2 separate regions of the Mus musculus genome follow, and region 1 is linked to region 2. The links are chromatin contacts, called in public Hi-C maps. All regions are on one chromosome and are shown on one strand. The core of a region is the stretch at or near the end of the contact, and the rest is flanking DNA. Distances in the headings are between cores, read along the strand shown. Region 1 holds the start of Fam43a (family with sequence similarity 43, member A). Region 2 holds the start of Atp13a3 (ATPase type 13A3).

The links. A called contact is a pair of places that touch in the nucleus more often than the background predicts.
Region 1: a Hi-C map of neutrophils shows a contact between it and region 2, with 3 times the contacts expected there. The contact joins the promoter of Fam43a here to the promoter of Atp13a3 in region 2. A contact is called at or near these places in 1 of 39 promoter capture datasets (hippocampal neurons), 6 of 484 Hi-C or Micro-C datasets (the Ba/F3 cell line, CD8 T cells, LSK cells and 3 more) and 2 of 115 datasets of contacts at active chromatin or transcription factors (memory CD8 T cells and pancreatic cancer cells).

Annotation. Positions count from the first base shown.
Region 1 is chr16:30,596,224-30,601,526 of GRCm38.p6, reverse strand. It overlaps Fam43a (family with sequence similarity 43, member A), which reads right to left and starts at 1,804. Exons shown (of 1, transcript NM_177632.3): 1 at 1-1,804. The coding sequence starts at 927.
Region 2 is chr16:30,385,733-30,390,741 of GRCm38.p6, reverse strand. Atp13a3 (ATPase type 13A3) reads left to right here and starts at 2,212. Exons shown (of 34, transcript NM_001128096.1): 1 at 2,212-2,394; 2 at 3,090-3,135.

The DNA of each region.
Region 1 (5,303 bases), core at 555-3,054, 210 kb before region 2:
CAACTGCATGGCCACCACCAGCGCCCTCTGCGCCTCAGCCTCTTCCTCTGCTGGATCCCCATCCCCCACACCGTCCTCTTCTTCCTCCTCCTCCAGGCAGTCCTCCAGATGCTCCTCTTCTTCCTCCTGCAGCTCCTCCTCTTGCTGTTCCCCAAGCAGGTCCTCGGTGATGGAGCCCAGCTTGGGAGCGCTGCGGCTGCGCTCCACTGGCGGCTTGTAGCAGCAAGGTCCGTGCAAGAGCAGCTTGCGCAGCGGCACTAGTGGGATGGTGTGTGCGCCCACCAACTCCTGCTGCTGGTGACGCGCATCATCCCGCCGCTTGAGACGTTTAAACTCTGCCAGAGCGTTGGCTGATGTCTGGTAAAGCAGCAGAGCCATGGCCTGAGCCTTCTCCGGCTTGGACACCAGCACCGCGTGGCAGCGTAGCATTACCGCCTTGTGCTTCAGCTCATGCCGGTATACCCAGGCGAAGACTTTGGGTAGCCGCGCGTCTGCCACACAGTAGGTGACGCGGTGCAGCAGGTAGAGGTGGCCGGGACGTCGCAGCGCTCGCTCCTCGGCATGCACCATGCGGATGCCTTGCGCACTCACGGTCAGCTTCATCTTAGTCCCTTGACGGCCGGCCTCACTCTTGCTCCAGATCTTGCCCACCGCTAGGTCAGTGCAACCGTCCCCGCGCGCCTGGATGGTGGTGGCATTCCCCAGGTAGAGCACAGTGTAAGTGGGGTCCTCGCTGGTGATGTGCAGCTTCTTGCGCTTGGAGCGGAACATGCTGCCCACCCGGCTGAGCGCGCCTTCCGGGCAGGCTCTCGCCAAGGAGCTGAGCGCGGAGTAGTGCAGGCTCACAGCGTAGCCCTTAGGCTTGGACGCCTGCCGCGGCGGCGCCTCGGCCAGCAGCTCGAACTTGTGCTTCTTCCACGGCAGCATCTCCGGAGGACGCCCGGGAGTGGCTGGGGCGGCGGTGGCCGAGCGCGGGGTGAGAGCCCCGCAGGGCCACCAACCCAGGCTACGCTTGGCCCGGGCAAGCTCGAAAAATAAAACTCAGGCTGGGAGGACCTCCGGGGCAGGGAGATGGAGGCAGGAGAGGCCAGATAGTGCTTGGGAACCCCGCAGGGACTGGGGTAGGATATTAGAAAAAAATATTCAGGAAAGAGAGAGAGAGAGAGAGAGAGAGAGAGAGAGAGAGAGAGAAGCCTAGATGAGGAGGACCAGGACAAAAGTCTCAAACAAGCAACAAAATAAGAGAGCGGAGCGGAAAATATTTTAGAAAAAGGCCAAATGAGTGCGTACAAATAAATAAAGGTGGGCGGCTCGGCCAAAGCAACCGGGATGGTGAGAGAAATAAGCTGGAACTCTTCTTCAGCGAACGTGACACACACACAAGTCTTGGGCCAGGGCCAGGAGCCGCGGAAACTACAGCAGTGCGCCCAGGGGCCGGTGCTCCCCACCCCCAGTGGGTGCAGAAGAGGGCGAGCCCCTTGGCTGGACTGGTCCCTGAATAAGCAGCTTGCCCCAAGTGTGGTCCGAGAGGTCTGGCTGGCCGCGGCGGGCCAAGCACAGCGGTCCCGCAGCTCACTGCATCCTCGCTCCGAGGGGACGCCGGAGACTCGCGCTCGGCCGTCTCGGCCAAGGTAGCGCGGGGTTCGGAGGGCAGGACGCGCACATCGTCCGCTCCGGGGACTGCCGCTACCTCATTGCTTCCCTCCGGGGGTGTCCGGCTCCGCTTCGGGGTTCTCGGCGATCTGCAGCGCGCCCTCTGTGGTCGTGCGCGCGGTAGCCGACTTGCTCGCTTCACATCATTGCCGTCCGGGAGGAAGATCTCGGGTTAATATAGGCCGGCACGAACCATTCACCGCGCGGACAGGGGAGGAGCACAGGAGAGGATCCCTTTAGGGCTGCGACGCCGGACGCAGTTCTGGTCTCTTAAAGGGACCAGGTTGCAGGCACTGGTCGAGAGAAGGGAAGACTAGTCCACTTAGGCAACCACGTTCCAAATTTACCAGCATCTCTTTTAGCTATAGAAACCAAAAGACCTGGAGTTACCCGATAGATAGCAAGAGGAACTTAAACTTTGACACTCCACCCTAGGCTAAATTGCAACTCGCTGAATAAGTCTACGTCTAGATCGAAACTTCTGGAGGAGGCGGTGGAAGTTGAGCTTGTAGGCTCTGGGGAAAATTGCGTAGTATTTTGTCGTTGTGGTGACTGTTGTTGTGTTCCTTCTGTGACAACTTCAAGAGAATTTGCAGGTTCTGTTTACTATTATTCTTTAATAATCATCTATTAAGGAAAATAAAGAGCCAGGCGGTGGTGGCGCACACCTTTAATCCCAGCACTTGGGAGGCAGAGGCAGGCGGATTTCTGAGTTCGAGACCAGCCTGGTCTACAGAGTGAGTTCCAGGAGAGCCAGGGCTACACAGAGAAACTGGGGGGGGGGGGGGGGGGAATCAGGAGGGGGGGGCAAACTATAAGAGAATCAATTTTTTGCCTGTTACTCTTCTCCTGGTGCCATTTATCCGCCGGTGAGCAGCAAGCAGGTAGTGGAAAGTTCGTGGTTAAGATGACTGCCATGAACAATATTGAACACAGTAGTGAATGGTCCCTAAGTTACTTGCTTCCAGTTTCCACCCCCGACCCAAACTGCCACAGACCCTCAGAGTAAGGCACTTTTTCGAGACATATGAAGTTTCTAAGTAAGGCTGTGCTGCTGTTTGTAGAGCCATCACTGATGCAATTTGGGTGACAATGCTTAGTAAAAACTCAGATGATACTTTTCATACTCTTTTTTCACGAGCTAACTGGACAACGTGGGGTTTGTTTGTTCCCCTTTATTTTCCCTCCCCTGAGACAGGATCTGGTTACCTCGATCAGGCTCTACGCACATTTGGATCCTCTTGTCTCCGTCTCCACATTGTGGCATGCACCACCATGTCTAGCTCTAGACAAGATACCCTCACTCGCCGGCTTGCCCCTCTGAACCCTCCACAACCTTCTGGACACCCAGGGGCCAACCAGTAAAAGCTAAACGACTTCTATTTGATGAATGAGACATCCGAGCAAACATATATATATATATATATATATATATATATATATATATATATTTTTTTTTTTTTTTTTTTTGCTGGGTTAACTTCAGCCAGAAAAGCCCAAAGTCCTATGAGAATCTGGGAAAAGAGAAAAGAGAGTTCCCAGTGACTAAGAAAATTAAAGAGGATCCAGGGAGCAAGCGATGTTTGAAAGATGATTTCCCCAAGTGGGAGGGGGATTGGAGGGCTCTCTGAGAGCAGAGGATGATGCAATGCCAAGATTAAAATGCAGACACTTGTATGAGATTCGACAGAGTCAGTGATAACAATAAAGAAATGTTTCCCCATCAAAGAAATGTCCTATAATGGATTTAAAACCCTCTCTCTCTGTAGGAAGAAATGGCCTTTTCCTGACTGGCCGTTAACGAGGGTCCTAGTGCCCAACTTGCCAGCTGTGTGGGTGGGCTAAGGCGGGGGGGGGGGGGGGAATACCAGACACCAGGATGGAACAAACCAGAATTATAATAATCCATCATGCCAACATTGATGTTTCTTTTCTGCCAAAGGGACTGCAATATTGTGCGTATTTGTGTGTGCACACAATAGAAATTATTGTTCAATGCCAATAATGACAACTTGCAAATTCGAAAGAACAAAATATTCTGGGGAAAGCATGCCAACTTAGCCTTCAGCTGAGTGATCCTCTATAATCCCCAACTCTAAATTCTAAACTAGAGCCCATATCCAAGAAGTTAACATTGCCAAGTGTCCAGGATGTCTGAGGGCCAGAAGGGCTTCGGGGAGCAAAAAGAGGACCAAAGCTGGTCTCATCTCCAATGAAGGTATGACTATGGGCTACACCCAGTTACAGAGAAACCAGAGAGAAGCAGCGATAAGGAAGCATCCACTACAGCTCTCTGGTGGCAGCCAGAGCACCAGTCTCAGAGGTACAGGCTGTGTCATGCCTAACTACCTGTTTAATAAGCTTGTTTCGATCTTGGAAGAGCAGAAAGGTTCTAGGTGAATGGGAACACCCCATGTGTGAGTCACGTCCTGGGCTTGTGCTCTAAGACCCAGGAAGGAAGAAACCTTTATATCTCCTGCAGACCTGGACCTTGGATAGCCTTTGGGGGGTCTACCTACCTTGCCGTCTGGAGAACCTGGCCAGCCTCGCTGAACTCTGAGGTCGCAGACCCTCGGTGAGAGGGAGGAGCAGATGACAAGCAGGTTCACAGAGAACCGCTCAGCAGGGTCCTTGGAGAAACTGGTTAGACACTATGGGCTGAATTTTCAATGACGCTACTCCATCTACTGGCGGCAGGCGGAAGTGCCGCTTGGTGAGGTTGTTTCTCACAAAACTGGACAAGCCGGCGATTGAATCAATACACCAAGTCACAGCTGAAAAGAAACGCTGCCAGCAGGAGTGCCAGCCTCTCACTTGGCATCTGAGAACCAGCCTCCTAGAGGGCTTTTGAACTGGCTTTCTGCCACTGTGTGTTTTGCATAGTGCTCCTCCTCCCCCGCTGTCCCACTCACTGGACACGGACTTCAAGGTGACAATGGTGACTCTGGAATCCTTTGAAAAAATATTTGTAGAGTCTGCTGTGGTGATGACATTGCTGGAGGCTGAGCAGTAGTGCAGCTGGGGGTGTTTGCTTTCCTGGGAGTGATAGCCTGTGGAGAGGCAGATGACCAACACCCAAGGAATAAAATGCCTAATAAAAGGAATAAAATGCTAAGTCGCTGGTGAACAGGAGGCAGTACTAGGAGTGAAAGTGGCTGCTTTCAAAGCTGGAAGATGTTTCTCGGGGATAGCCATGAACACCGAACATCTGAGGGAGCCAGGCACTCAAAGAGATGCTTGCACAGTCTGGTAAAGTTGGTGTGCGTGGCTCTCGAGCACCCAGGAGGTGGTTGACTCAAGTTGAAGTACACCACAAATGTGCTTTTTGATGACTTAATTAGACCAAAAAGTTGTAATAATTGTATATGAATTCCATGCTGAGTAACAACATTTAGGCTACTGTGAGGTAGATCGAAGGCATTGCATTAAACTTAATCTCCCCCCCCCCCCCACTTCCCTTCCTTCTTTACTGTGGCTGTTGGCTTACGCAATGTTGTCCTGAACAAAAGCCACAGCTAATATAAAGGCATTTAGGTTTTGTAATAAGCTAAATGGACTCAAGGACTTTCAGGCTTCTTCGTCCCCCTCTGTGACCCTAGCATCTTACAGTTGCAGCCCCTTTGTCCTGGACTCCTGTGAGGTTTTTTAAC
Region 2 (5,009 bases), core at 963-3,462:
GGTTATGTGATGGCAGTGCTCATAGTTCTGGGAGGGGCAGTTTTAAAGGCAGAGGGTTTTGGACAACTGTTGGTGTTTCTTGGTGAGCTCTCCATAGAGATGCATGACAAGCCGTTGGATATTTGAGTCTCTGTTTGGTAAAAGGCATCTGGCTGATGTGGGAGTTCAAAGCCAAGGGTGGAGCTGATCCTCCCAGAGTTGAGTGCAGCCGAGTGGGCACAGCTGTGGGGCTTAGGTGCTGCCCTGCATTTCAGGTGCTGCTTCACAACTGGTGCCACGGAGGAAGGCAGAGAGGTCTTAGTTACAGAGACTTGACAACTGGGAGAGCAAAATCCTTTGCAAGCTGAGGCAGTAGAGTAATTTCAGAAGGTGAGAACACCCACAGTGTCAAATGTGGCAGAGAGATGCTGAGAGGTAGTACCGAGGACAGTTCTGCAATGGTGGATGACAAGGTCAAGGGTTACTGTCAGTTGAGCTCTCTCTCTCTCTCTCTCTCTCTCTCTCTCTCTGTGTGTGTGTGTGTGTGTGTGTGGTTAGTTTGCCACGAGTTGAGGAATGAGGAAGTACAGGCAGGCCAGGGGGAGACCCACTGTTTAAGAGGTGTGCATAAGAGGGTCAGAAACACTTGATGGCTAATTGAAGAGGGCACTCTAAGTGGATGGTTGGCTTGACAGTTTTATTTATAGGACCAGGAGAGGCTTGTGCTTGTTAAAATCTGCGAGGTAAATAACCAACTGCTAAGGAAGCTGTCAGGAGTGTGTGCAGGGTTTTTTCAGTTCTACCCAGACTTCCTCAATCCTAGACTACTTACGTACTCCAACACAAGTGAGCTAGGGAACACACGGAGGGCTGAAACCCAATGGGGAGCAGGAGCTGGGAAGCCACAGCTGTGGCTCATCGTCATTTACTGTGATGTCCACATTACCTGGTAAAAAGAATTTCGTGGTTGCCATCCAGCCCTTCACCACTGCGGTTGGAAAGCAGGATCAGCATCCTTACTGTTCCCATTGAAGTGTATTAGGGCCACGTATCTGGGGCACATTACCGACCCAAATGAGGTGCTACTCTCTGCTGCGGACCAAGAGGCAGGATGCTCCATGCCTCTGGTGGACGGTGCCCAAGTATGGGAACAGGAGCTGAACACAGCTGTTCCCTCCTCTAAGACAGTCAAGCAGCTAAAAGTTATGTTTGTAGGAAGGTAGGAGAACAAAGATGGCCAGGCGTCTGGGATGCAGGTGAGGTAGACTCAGAGTGGAAAGATGGCGGAGCTGGAGGCAGCAGGTGGCAGGCTCAGCTTCCCGCGCTCGACAGGGAGCGGAAGGCAGTGAAAACCAAAACCGCGATTTGAACATCCGGGCGAGGCAGTGCCCCAAGATAAATCTCCTGTGGAGGGAAGTATTTAATTTGCTTCCAGCTCTGTCGGAAGAAACTCCTCTCTGAGACCCGGCTGTCTTCCGTATGGAAGCTCTCTTACCTACCTGACTGTTCTCTGTCCCACGCCCGTGGGCTGGGCCAGGAGTTCCATTGGAATTAAAGTGTTCTTTTTGGTATAGGTGGGGATAAAGGAGGGAAAGAATCTGGGTCCAGAGCTAGGACTTTGCTCTCCACCTTGCCAGCACAGGCGTCCTTTATGATTGCCACCCTAGACAAGCCTGCACTTACCACTGGGCCTCAGTGTCTTTGTTTAGAAAATGGGGGTTTGGACTACGATCTCCTCGCATGGGAAGCGACACCTAAGTTGATCGCCTCCCGCAAAATGAGTCCTGAGCAGCATCCCGCTAGCAGTTCTCGCTTAGGCGGGCTGGGGGCCCCGTAGGCGAGGAGGTGGGCGGGACCGGAGGGTCGCCCCGCCCCCTGACGGCCCCTCCGCGCTGGGCGCTGGGATGAGGCAATCACGTGACCTCACATCCGGCGCGGGAGTCCTGAGCTCGCGGGGCGCTCCCCGTGTGCCCGCCGGCCCTCCCCGCAGCGTGACCGGGCGCCGTGGCCGCGGGGAGGGGGTCCGCTTCGTCGCCGACGGCGGGAGACCGCTTCGCAGCACAGACCGTCCTCCTCCCCTGCCGGTCTTCCGCGCCGCGCTCCCTTGTTCTCGCCCTGCCCGGCTGCACGCCGCCGCCGCCGCCGCCCCGGGCGCCGACAGCGGAGCGCGGACGCCCCTGAGCCCGGTGCGGCCCGGGCCCCGCCGCGGCGCCTCTGTTCCCACAGCCGGAGCCGCGACGCGTGGCGGCGGACCCTCGAGCCCGAGCGACCCGCGGCCGCCGGCGCCGGCCGTGGGTGATGGGGCTGGGCTGAGGAGAGGCGGCGGCGGTGGCGAAAGCGGCCCCCCGGCCCCCTGCGGCCTTTTGGCTGCCCGGGCCGGGAGGCCGCGGAGAAGGCGGCACGGCGGCGCGGCTGGTGAGTGACTGGGCGAGCGGGGTGTGGGGCGGGAGGCGAAGGTGATGGGGAGGTTGGAGGAGGCGAACGGCGTCGCCCGGGTGGCGGGTACCAGGTGGGTCTGTGGCTGCTTCCTCGACTCGAATCGGACATCACCTCTCTGGGAAGGGGTATGTGTGTGACAGGGAGAGGGGTGCGGAGACCCGGCACTGTCTGGGAGCACGTGTACGTGTGGAGGTCTGGAGTGCACCCTCTGCGTGCCGGCCGGCCCCGCTAGGCCAGCCGCTCTAGAAAGTCCAGAAGGTGATGTGCCCGGAGCAAGAATGTGGGAAGGGCCCCAGATGGGTCCGTGCCGGTGCTGACTGTCCGAAGCCTAGTTCGGCCCCAGCCACCGACGAGTAAATCACCCTACTATCAGCACACTCTACACCGATAACCGAAGTCCAGAAAGGAAAGCGGACTTGAGGTGTCAACACTCCAGATTAAAGGGAGAGACGCAGGGCCGTGAGGACTAGAAAAGCCCAGACCCTTTTTTCGCTACGTACTCTCTGGCCTCGCCTTCACACAGACTGTGGGCCTGATTGATCGCTTTTCTGGTGGGGTGTGGAGTTGGGAGTGGAGGAAGGAGTAGCATTTGTCGACTGACAGTAACTGTTTGGGGCTTCCCAGTTTGGAAGGCTTTTGTGACAGGTGTTCATTGTTTATTTCCCCCTTAGGTCTGACAGAAGCACCCTAGGATCTTGGTGTCTGGATACATAAGAGGTATGAATCACTTACATAATTAGCTCCCAGTCATTAATGTTTTAGAGCTATATTTAGTGGCTTGTATTAGTGCAAAATGAATGGTTCTGGAGTCATAAACCCAGAAATTTATGTGATTCTGAACTGAATGGAACACGTTTGAGTATGTTAATGGTGATTTTTTTTTTTTTTGATCTGTGAAGCAGGACTGCAGGATTGTTTAAATCCAAGACATGTGGGGCCTTTTCGTGACGAATACAATTATAGAGGGTTTGAGGCTAATGTGAAAGTTTATTTGTTTTTACTTACATGTGTGCTTGAGTATGTATGTGAAAGGCGTGGATGCCCTCGGAGGCCAGGCCCTTTGAAACAGGTGGTTGTGAGCTGACTGCAGTGGTTAGGTCCTAAGAGCAGCACGCACTTTTTACTGCTGAGCCATCTTTCTAGCTCCAGTGCGATTTTATTCTGGAAGGGCCAGCACGTCATTAAACGGGCTCCACCTTTGATTAGAACCAAACCTTTTTTGCTAAAACTGGCATCAGTTTTGTTTTCCTGGAATATATGTGTAGCATTCTTTTTGAGGACTGTTGCTTTGCTGAATAGGCTGTAGTTGCTAAGATAGATTGTGTGGACATCCCATCAGGGTTTGTCCAACAACTTCAAAAGTACATCAGTTTCTGGAAGTTCTTTTTGAGATGGTAAACCCATTAATGACAGTTGTAGAAGAGGAAAAAAGATGATACTGCCTCAGCCTTCTGAGTAGTTGTGTTACAGGCAGCAGCACTAAGTTTAGCAGGGAGGATACTGTTTACTCCGTTTCCTGGTGTTTCCTGGTGTCTGCTCTCCCCACTCCCCAGTCGTTTGTCACTAGTTTAGGTAGAGGATGGAGTAGTTGAGATTTTTAAACGTTGTTAGAACAGCAGTGCTTGTTTTGGTTATGGGATTAGGCAGGAAAAGTGATAATTTATATGTTTCATTTAAGTACGGTTGTAATCAGATGAAAATATTACGTGGCAGTGTAGTTTTGAAAACAAAGTTGATAAGCTTCAAGCTGATGGAGCGCTATGATTGATTTCTTAGCCCAGGCCAACCAGTAACAGAAATTGAAATTTTAATTTAGAATTAGTTTGAGAATTTAATTTAGAATTAGAATTAGTTATATAAATTCCTATATTGGCATTAAAGTAGTTTCATAGATAGTAGAAAGAAAATCTCATGTCCTATGAAGTGCTTGGTTCTGTTATCAGATATTAGCACTAACATAGTTCAACATGTTTAGTTTGCCCCTAATAACCATGTAATACCAGTTTCCCAAATGATTCTTTCTTTTTTTAAAAAAAATAATTTATTTTTATGTTATGCATTAGTGTTTTGCCTGAATGTCTGTCTGTGTGAGGGATCAGATCCCCTGGAACTGTAGTTGTGAGCTGCCACGTGGGTGCTGGGAATTCGACCCAGGTCCTATGGAAGAGCAGCAGCCAGTGCTCTGCCGAGTCATCTCTCCAGCCCCAAATGTTTATTTTTCAAATATCGATTCTTCTGTGAATAAGTGTTGGGGCTTGGGGATGTAGCTCAGTTGGTAAAGTGCTTGCTACTATGCCTGAGGCCCTGGGTGCAATCCTGGATGTGGTGCCAAATGCTTGTAATTTATTTGTGCAGGGGAATCAGAAGTTAAAGGCATCCTCAGCTACAGACTTAGTTTAGGGATGACCTGGGCTACATGAGACTCTGTCTCAAAGAAAAAGAAAAAAGAAAGAATGTGTGTTGACAGTTAACAGAAAATTGTAATAGAAAGAGTTCATGGGATTTGGGAGTCTGACCTGACTGATTACTGATTTAACTTTGTCAGTGGCAATAGTTATTGAGATATTGTACTATGTACTAGGCCCTAAAGT